Regions from separate parts of the Sus scrofa genome. Here region 2 is linked to region 1. The links are chromatin contacts, called in public HiChIP or PLAC-seq maps. All regions are on one chromosome and are shown on one strand. The core of a region is the stretch at or near the end of the contact, and the rest is flanking DNA. Distances in the headings are between cores, read along the strand shown. Region 1 has its middle 66 kb from the start of SLC1A3. Region 2 overlaps SLC1A3 (solute carrier family 1 member 3).

Region 1 (4,462 bases), core at 1,183-3,682:
ACGGCAACGCCAGATCGTGAACCCACTGAGCAAGGGCAGGACCGAACCCGAAACCTCATGGTTCCTAGTCGGATTCGTTAACCACTGCGCCACGACGGGAACTCCAAGAATGATAAATGTTAAGACAAACTGTGTAGGACCAAGTCCTGCGTGCTGCATGGAATATTCAAAATAAGAATTTCTTTCTTTCTACTAAGAGTCTGCTGAAAACTCAGAGGTGGCCTGATCTCTGTATGCAGAAAGGAGTTTTTTGGACAAAGGGCCAAGAGAAGTTTTTCTTATTAAATCATTCCTGCCCTTACAACTTTGGCTTCTTGAAATTCAGACCGATTGTTTCGTTTGTCAGGAGGTGCCAAGAATAGTACACGGAAGGTAAAATGCAGTAAAACCAAATTGAAGTAGAATGGCTTTCTTCAGCGAACCAACTTTTATTTTCTGCTGAATTCTTACTGATTTCCTAAGACCTCAGAGTTCCAGAGAACAGCCAGAGTGGATTTTATTAAGTCTTTACTTAAAGCTTGAAAACCAAAGTGCGATCTTCTTATTCTGCAGGTGCAGAAACACAGCCAGGGAGGTAAAGGGAGTGGCGTGAGGTTTCACAATTCATACAAAGCCAAAGGGGAGCAGAATGTGACACCTCCAAATATGACTGTGGGAAGTCAGGACAGGCCACCCCCAAATATGCCCTTTGGTATATAGATTATTTTGAGCCAGAGGCTTCTGAAAAACGGTGAATGTAGGAAGAGGCTTTCCCCAGTCTCCCCTTATGGGCTGGAAGACAGATCCTTCAAAAGGAACTCAATCCCCTCCCACGGAGTTTCCATCAACCAGAGGAAGATTGACTTTTATCCCAGGAGAGGAGCCTTAAAATCGGCAGGCCTCCCAGAAACCCTTTGTCATAAACTCTCATACCTCTCACCTATTCTCCTAAAAGCCCATTCATCTTTTACCCAAATCATTGACTCTCCCCTGAGAGGCCTACATCCCTCTCTCTGTTCCCTGTCAAGACAGGACTTTATCCTGAGTTCTAAAGCCACCTCTTTGAGTTACTCCTTTTTTCCCCGGTGTCTCCCCTGAGTTCACGAGTATACATGTCAATAAACTTCTGTTTGTTTTTCTCTTGTTCATCTGTCTTTTATTTTTTTATTTTTATTTATTTATTTTTTTGGTCTTTTTGTCTTTTTAGGGCTGCACCCGCGGCATATAGAGGTTCCCCGGCTAGGGGTCCAATTGGAGCTGTAGCCACCCGCCTACTCCACAGCCACGGCAACGCAGGATCGGAGCCACATCTGCAACCTACACCCCAGCTCACGGCAATGCTGGATCCTTAACCCACTGAGCAAGGCCAGGGATCAAACCCTCAACCTCATGGTTCCTAGTCGGATTCATTAACCACTGAGCTATGGACGGGAACTCCTCATCTGTCTTTTATGACCGAGGTCTCAGCTAGGAACTCGGAAGGGTGGGGGGAAAATGATTTTCTCTCCCCTACGAGGCAGATCTAGGTTAGAAGACCCCGGGTGCCCCATCCTTTCCACAGATGCATCTTCTGTTCTAAGAGACACAAGTGCTGTCCTGTCCAGCACTGGAGACCTTTGCCCGCGGTTAAGTCCTTCTGCCTGCGGCTCCCAAATGAGGGGTTTTACTGATGAAACAGGGCGACAAAGAGATGGAATTTAAAATGGGCTTTGCCCTCGGGAGGGAGAACAATGTTCTGCACTGGACTTCAGGTTTTCTGCCTGGAAGTGGTCCTCACAGTGCAGGAAGTTTCTCTCCCTTCCTCCCTTCTCCCCTGAACCCCAGAGTCAGGGGCATTTATTTCTTTCCCCGGGGGCCTTTCAGTTTCTGCTTAATGAGACCGGTGGTTGCCGAGTGTTTGATTGACGCTGGGTACGTACAGCTCGTATTCATCTTCCTGAGAAAGGGCATTGCACAAGAAAGGATTGCCAATGGCAACCGTGGTGGCATTTCTGAGAGCCCCAGCAGCATTCCCTGCAGCTCCGTTCCCCGCCCCCGTGGAAGGAAATGCCACTGGCTCACCAGCGGATGGAGGGAGGCGTGACTTCTACAGTAATTAAAATATTCCTATGCAAGGAGACTTCGAGTTCTTTTCCTGTCACCCTGCGGACCTCATTACTTTGTACCCACATGCAGCTCTTCTGATTTCCAGGACACCTAAGCCAAGTCTAGGCTGGAGGGAAATACTTTTGGAATAAAATCAAATCGGTTGCAAATGAGTTACAACATCTCAATCGCCTTAATAGATCAAACAAAACCTTCCCTGTGTGTTCCAGCCGCCTGGACTGAGCCCCTCCGTCGTAAAGTCCCCCAGCTACAAAAATGCAAACCTTTGGCCTGCCTATAGCAAGCTCCAAGCAATGCCCTTGGGGGCTTAGCCAGGACGCAGGGACTTGGAATGGAGCTCGCTGAGCGTGTGGCCCGGCCAGGATGGTGTAACTAGCAAGCTAGCTGGAACACGCTCTTCTGCTTCAGGGCCAGAGAATAGCTGTCAGGCCAGGAGTAAAGAAAATGGATCTCACTTACTTTGTACTCGGCGTAGTGCCTGGGGAGACGGCGGGCAAGTGAAGCAGGTTTTGTGTTGGTAGCACTTTGGTAGCTCCGACAAGGCTCTGCCTTTGCTCTCTGCCTCCTCCGTTCCATCTTCCCTCCCTGTTACTCCTCTTCAGGGTAAATGTGCCCACAGAGGCACGGGTCTCCTTGTTCCCTGTGGGTCTTGTTTTAATGTAACTGGATGGTCTTTCAAGTTCAAACTTGAAATCCCGTTGTGGCTCAGCAGGTTAAGAACCTGACACAGTGTCCATGAGGATTCGGGTTCCATCCCTGGCCTGGCTCAGTGGGTTAAGGATCTGACATTGCCACAGATGTGGCTTGGATCCTGCGTCGCTCCGGCTGTGGCGTAGGCCCACAGCTGCTGCTCCGATTCGACCCCTAGCCTGGGACCCTTCATGTGCTGCAGGTGTGGCCCTAAGAAGAGAAAATAAATAAATGAAAACAAAAAATAAAACTGCACAGCTCTTATTTTTTTTTTTTTAATGCTTGTTTTTTTTTTTATTTTTTTATTTTTATTTTTTGTGTCCTTTTGCCTTTTCTAGCAAGGCATATGGAGGTTCCCAGGCCAGGGGTCTAATCAGAGCTGTAGCTGCTGGCCTATGCCAGAGCCACAGCCACATGGGATCCGAGCCACATCTTTGACCTGCAGCTCATGGCAACGCCTGATCCTTAACCCACTGAGCGGGACCAGGGATCGAACCCACAACCTCATAGTTCCTAGTCAGACTCGCTAACCACTGAGCACAACGGGAACTCCAAAAAACTGCACAGCTCTTAAAAAAAAAAGGTAGATTGTGTTGAGGGTTTGAGAACAAAGCCTTCAAATTGAAAAAAATTTATTGACGGCTGGTTTATCAAATGACATAAAATAAACTGCCATGTATTTAAAGTCTAGGCATATGTATAAGCCCATGGAATCATCACTACCATCAAGATAAAGAGTAAATGGAGTTCCCGTCGTGGCGCAGTGGTTAACGAATCTGACTAGGAACCATGAGGTTGCGGGTTCGATCCCTGGCCTTGCTCAGTGGGTTAAGGATCTGGCGTTGCGGTGAGCTGTGGTGTAGGTTGCAGATGTGGCTTGGATCCTGCGTTGCTGTGGCTCTGCTGTAGGCTGGTGGCTACAGCTCTGACTGCACCCCTAGCCTGGGAACCTCCATATGCCGCAGGAGCGGCCCAAGAAATAGCAAAAAGACACACACACACAAAAGATAAAGGGTAAATATTCATCACCTCCGAAAATTTCTTCTTGCTCTTTCGCAATTCATCCCTCCCCCGTCCTCCTGCCCACCCTTCACACCACTCACCTCGCTCCCCAGACAACCGCGGGTCTGCTTTCTCTCATAATAGATTTTTGTCTTCTAGAAATGTATATAAATCATACATATCTACTATATTTTGGTCTGGCTTCTTTCACTCAGCATAATTATTTTGCAGTTCATCTGGGTTCAGATGATGGTCTATGTTCCATAGCATTTGGAAATAATGTCCATTCTTCTGTATAGATTGTTGTGGAAATATCAGTTAAGTCAAGCTGACAGGTAAGTGTTGTTCAAGATGTCTATCTTTTAACTGATTTTTCTGTTTCCTTTTCCTATCAATTATTGAGAGGTAGACATTGAAATCTGCAGCTATAACTATGGATTTGGTTCATTTTTCCTTGAACTCCTATTGTTTTTTGTTTCATGCACTTTTGAAGCTCTGTTGTCAGGTACATACATTTTTGGAGCTGTCGCATCCTCTAGAAGAACTGCCTTCTTCATCATTATGTAATGAGCTTCCCTATCCTTGCAATGGTCTTTACGTTGAAACTGTTGGATATTCAAATAGCTACACGAGCTTTATTTTGATTCATTTCCTATTGCTGCTGTAACAAATTACCACAAAGCTA
Region 2 (4,541 bases), core at 1,699-4,198, 110 kb before region 1:
CCTATATCTGGAATCTAATATGAGACAAAAATGGGGAGTTCCCATTGTGGCTCGACAATAACAAATCCGATTAGTAATCACGAGGACATGGGTTCGATTCCTGGCCTTGCTCAGTGCTTTAAGGATCCTGTGTCGCTCGGATCTGGTGTTCCTGTGACTGTGGTGTAGGCTGGCAGCTATAGCTCCTATTTGACTCCTAGACTGGGAATTTTCATATACTGGCCCTAAAAAGACCAAAAAAAAATTTTTTTTTAAATTAAAGAACAGGAGTTCCCGTCGTGGCGCAGTGGTTAACGAATCTGACTAGGAACCATGAGGTTGCAGGTTCGGTCCCTGCCCTTGCTCAGTGGGTTAACGATCCGGCGTTGCCGTGAGCTGTGGTGTAGGTCGCAGACGCGGCTCGGATCGCGTGTTGCTGTGGCTCTGGTGTAGGCTGGCAGCTATAGCTCCGATTAGACCCCTAGCCTGGGAACCTCCATATGCTGCAGGAGCGGCCCAAGAAATAGCAAAAAAGACAAAAAAAAAAAAAAAAAAAAGAGAACAGTTAATATAAGGCACAAATGAACTTATCTACAGAAAACAAACTCATGGACATGGAGAACAGACTGTGGTTGCCAAGGGGGTGAGGGGAGGGAATGGGATGGACTGGGAGTTTGGGGTTATTAGATGCAAACTACTGCATTGGAGTAGATAAGCAATGAGGTCCTGCTGTATATAGCACAGGGAACTATATCCAATCACTTATGAGGGAACATGATGGAGGATAATGTGAGAAAAAGAATATATATGTATAACTGGGTTTCTTTGCCGTACAGTAGAAATTGACAGAACATCGTAAAGTGATTATAATAAAAAAAATTAAAAAAAACAAAAACAAGAAAACTCGAGTTCCCGTCATGGTGCAGTGGTTAACGAATCTGACTAGGAACCATGAGGTTGCAGGTTCAGTCCCTGCCCTTGCTCAGTGGGTTAAAGATCTGGCGTTGCCACGAGCTGTGGTGTAGGTTGCAGACGCGGCTCGGATCCTGCGTTGCTGTGGCTCTGGCGTAGGCCGGTGGCTACAGCTCCGATTCAACCCCTAGCCTGGGAACCTCCATATGCCGCAGGAACGGCCCAAGAAATGGCAAAAAGACAAAACAAACAAACAAACAAACAAAACCAAAAAACTAGTCTGATAGCTCCAAAGAGTGTATTCCAAAGAATCAAACAGGTTCTTATCACAAATAAATGGTATATATATGTGTATGTGGGTATGTGTGTGTATAGAGTCCTATACCTGCCACTACATGGCCCCTCTTCACCTTTTCAGAATTAAGTATCTCCTCTCTCTGTGGAGGAAGGACCTCGGTCCCAAGTCCCTGTGTCACAGCTCTGTGACTTCCTTCTTCAGCACCGAGCATCACTGCCTGGAGGCGCCAAGGCTGAATGAATCAACAACCTCCACTAGACAATAGCCACTGTGTATGACTCAGAGCACAGAAGCAATGAGGACAAGGAAGGGAATGAAGCATGAAAACATATGGCAGATGCTGTCAGGACCATTTACCGCGTATCCAGTGAAAACACAGAGCTAGACGAGGTTTGACGGGAGAAATAAAAGAAGTGGTGCAGCCCAAGCTTGCTGAGCAGTGTATTGACAGCCTTATGGAGGCCACAGCACAGGAAAATGCCTCTTGAAATGCCTGGGGACTAACTTCCAGATGAGTAGAGATGTACACTGTTTCTAGCAGGGAGATCAACTCTGTAAAGAAGGTGGGTGGGATGTGGGATCGCCATCCCTGGGGAATCAAAACGCAAGATACTCAAGTGCCCCTTAACCTACTGCTGAGCGTTCGGAAGCAGGAGGACATTTCCACGGGCTTATCCGATGCCACCGTGGATTTTTCTGGACGCACACACAGTTTAATCTATGCTCCAGAACAGCCCTTGGAGAGGCCTAAGGATCTCCTCCCGAGGAAGATTCTGACATTAAAGCAGATTAAGAAGAAAACGTGAGGGAGTTCCCATGGTGGCTCAGCGGTATCGAACCCAACTAGCATCCATGAGGATGCAGGTTTGATCCCTGGCCTTGCTGAGTGGATTAAGGATCCGGCTTGGATCCTGCATGTCTCTGGCTGTGGTGTAGGCCAGCAGCTGTAGCTTGATTTGACCCCTAGCCTGGAAAATTCCATATGCCGTGGATGTGGCGCTAGAAAGCAAAAAAAAAAAAAAAAAAAAAAAAGAAGAAGAAGAAAACATGACTTTTTCCTTCTTTCTTAGCGAACCATTCTTGGCTCATTTGAAAGAAATGTATTGAGCACTTACTGCGTGCCAGGCCCAGAGCCACAGAAGAAATACCACCCAGTGCTGGCCCTCTAGGCTCACCTGCCCACAGAGCAGTGCTGCGGGCTCCATGTTCCGGGGACCTGGAGAGAAGGAAGGTGTGTATGGCAGAAGAAAAAAGAAGAGCCCTGGGTTAGGGGGTCTGGGGTCTGGGGGGCCAGGGTCTAGGGTGGAGGTGGGGCCATAACCTAGAAGCTGGAGCTCTGGCAATGCTTGACTTTGCTGTAGGGACAACTGGAAAAGCACATTTGGGAAGAAGGAGCAATTTTAGTGCCAAATCAGAGCTGCCTGTGCATGTTACCAGACTGGACTCTGAGAGCCAAGGATTTAGTAGCGGTGTCGTCAGATCCAATAAATAGGTTAGGAGACCTTGAGAGGGCTACGTGTGGAGTCAGAGGTTAGGTATTTCTGTGACCACTGGAACACATCGAAGGCAGTGGAAGGTTTTTTTTAATTATGAGACATGAAAATATCCCAAATTTTGAAAACCAAGACCCCCTCCCTCTGCTGCCAAACACCTAGCATCTGTTCAAATCTATTATGAACCATTTCCTCAGGGAGGAACGTGAAAGAACTGCAAGCAGCTGCCGGGAGATGTGCTAAAGCCACTTCCACGCTGCAAATTTACGTGCGTACAGATTCGTTAAGGAAGGTCATTACTGACCACGGACATGCGGCTAAGTGGCCGAGGAATTCACTCACAGAGCCCCTGTGAGGTCAGTGCCTCTAAGAGGTCATAAAGCAGCATAAGAAGTATAGCTCAGAAAATGCATTGAAAGGCAAACTAGCCAATCAGTCTGACATCTCACACTCAGTTTACGAAGCTGTACCTATGCTCTCCAGTGGAAGCATTACGATTGTCAGTGCCCTCACGCTCACCATTCCAAAGCCTGAAATTTACTGCAGCCGGGCCAGTGGCTCTATTCGGACTTTTCCAGGTTTTAACTTTGTATTGTTTACTGGTACCTAAGAATTGTTCTTAGTGACGTTTTCGTCCACTGTGCCTCCTAGAGTCACTGTGGCTGGGGAAGAATAATAAAGCCATGTGATAGGGCCGCGTTAGTAACACACAGCTATATTGGGTTACTTGCTTTTTACTAAACGTTTTAGGCCAGTGCTGGCTCCCTGGGTAACTCTGGGAATTCTCTGGAGGCGAGCAGAAGACGTGAATCTAGCTCTTTGTGTCTGTAACTGTACACCTGCTATTGACGCAAAGGATGAAAAGAAAAAACGCCAAATACACATTGTTCTATTTTTAAGCTGCTGTACTCAGTTCCAGGGGAGGGAAAGATGCCTTTTCTCCCCTTGAAAGTTACCAGCGCCAGCTATTCTGCTGAAGTATAAGTTCAATTTCCAAACTTTGAAGACAAATGATCTTAAGCACAGAGGGAGAAAGTGTGGGGGAGGGGAGGGGGCGCGCACGCGCATACCAGTTGGAGCTGGTGGTGCCAAAATAAATCTTTCCTCACATCCGGAAATGCCTATCAGGGAAGCGAACTAACTGGCAATCAAAAACTTCCATGTAATGCTCGCTGTTTTAAACAGCTCACACTCTCATGTCCTAGGGCAGAATTGCATGCTGTGGCTTTAGAAAGCACGCCACCAAATATTAACTGAAGACTGAATCCGTGAATCTTTCCAGGAAAAGCACAGCAAAGCTCTTTTTGCCTGCTTAAAAAAGCCAACTGCATAAATTGGCAGTAGGGTGCAATATTTCTCTGAGTCATGAGTCCAAAATGCTGGCTTTCTGGTCTGATGCTGTTCAAGGGAAGCAGTGAAATAAATGGTTTCAGGAGGAGCTGGGTCACCTTGGAACTTTGACCCCTTTTGCTTCCTTTATCAACCTCTTTTGATAAAAGCGTACACCACTTTTTTTACACGAACATGGAGAGTTTTGTGACATTTTCTAAAAGTAAACCGGAAGACTTTCTGGGCTCTCAAAAAATGATGGTTGCAGCCCCAGGGATGGAGGGTCAAACGAAATGGTCTCTTGCTCTCATGAAACTGAGAGTTGGCTGGAAGAGGTGGAGAAGGACAATGGAGCCACCTGATGACACAGCATGGGGAGGTAAGGTTTCCTGCAGCAAGTGACATCCGAAGTAAAAGCTGAGGGCAAGGTGGGGTTTCAGGTAAAGAGAAGAATCCAGGCAGACATGGGGGAAAGGCAGTGAGAAATGCGATGGAAAGAGGTAAGTAGAAGCCATACAAGTCATGCTTGG

The links. HiChIP or PLAC-seq counts read pairs in DNA pulled down with a chosen protein or histone mark.
Region 2: an H3K27ac HiChIP or PLAC-seq map of skeletal muscle shows a contact between it and region 1. The contact joins two enhancer-like sites. A contact is called at or near these places in 4 of 47 Hi-C or Micro-C datasets (fibroblasts, psoas muscle and skeletal muscle) and 2 of 2 datasets of contacts at active chromatin or transcription factors (alveolar macrophages and skeletal muscle).

What each region holds. Positions count from the first base shown.
Region 1 is chr16:21,805,866-21,810,327 of Sscrofa11.1, reverse strand. No RefSeq gene overlaps it. Among named protein-coding and RNA genes, the nearest start is that of SLC1A3, 66 kb to the left of the region's middle. Within about 2 kb of position 2,432, at least 18 of the 83 cell types and tissues checked have an H3K27ac peak or open chromatin away from gene starts, as enhancers often do. A contact at or near this core is called in skeletal muscle, where this site is marked.
Region 2 is chr16:21,920,283-21,924,823 of Sscrofa11.1, reverse strand. The region is part of intron 3 of SLC1A3 (solute carrier family 1 member 3); the gene reads right to left. Among named protein-coding and RNA genes, the nearest start is that of SLC1A3, 49 kb to the right of the region's middle. Within about 2 kb of position 2,948, at least 21 of the 83 cell types and tissues checked have an H3K27ac peak or open chromatin away from gene starts, as enhancers often do. A contact at or near this core is called in skeletal muscle, where this site is marked.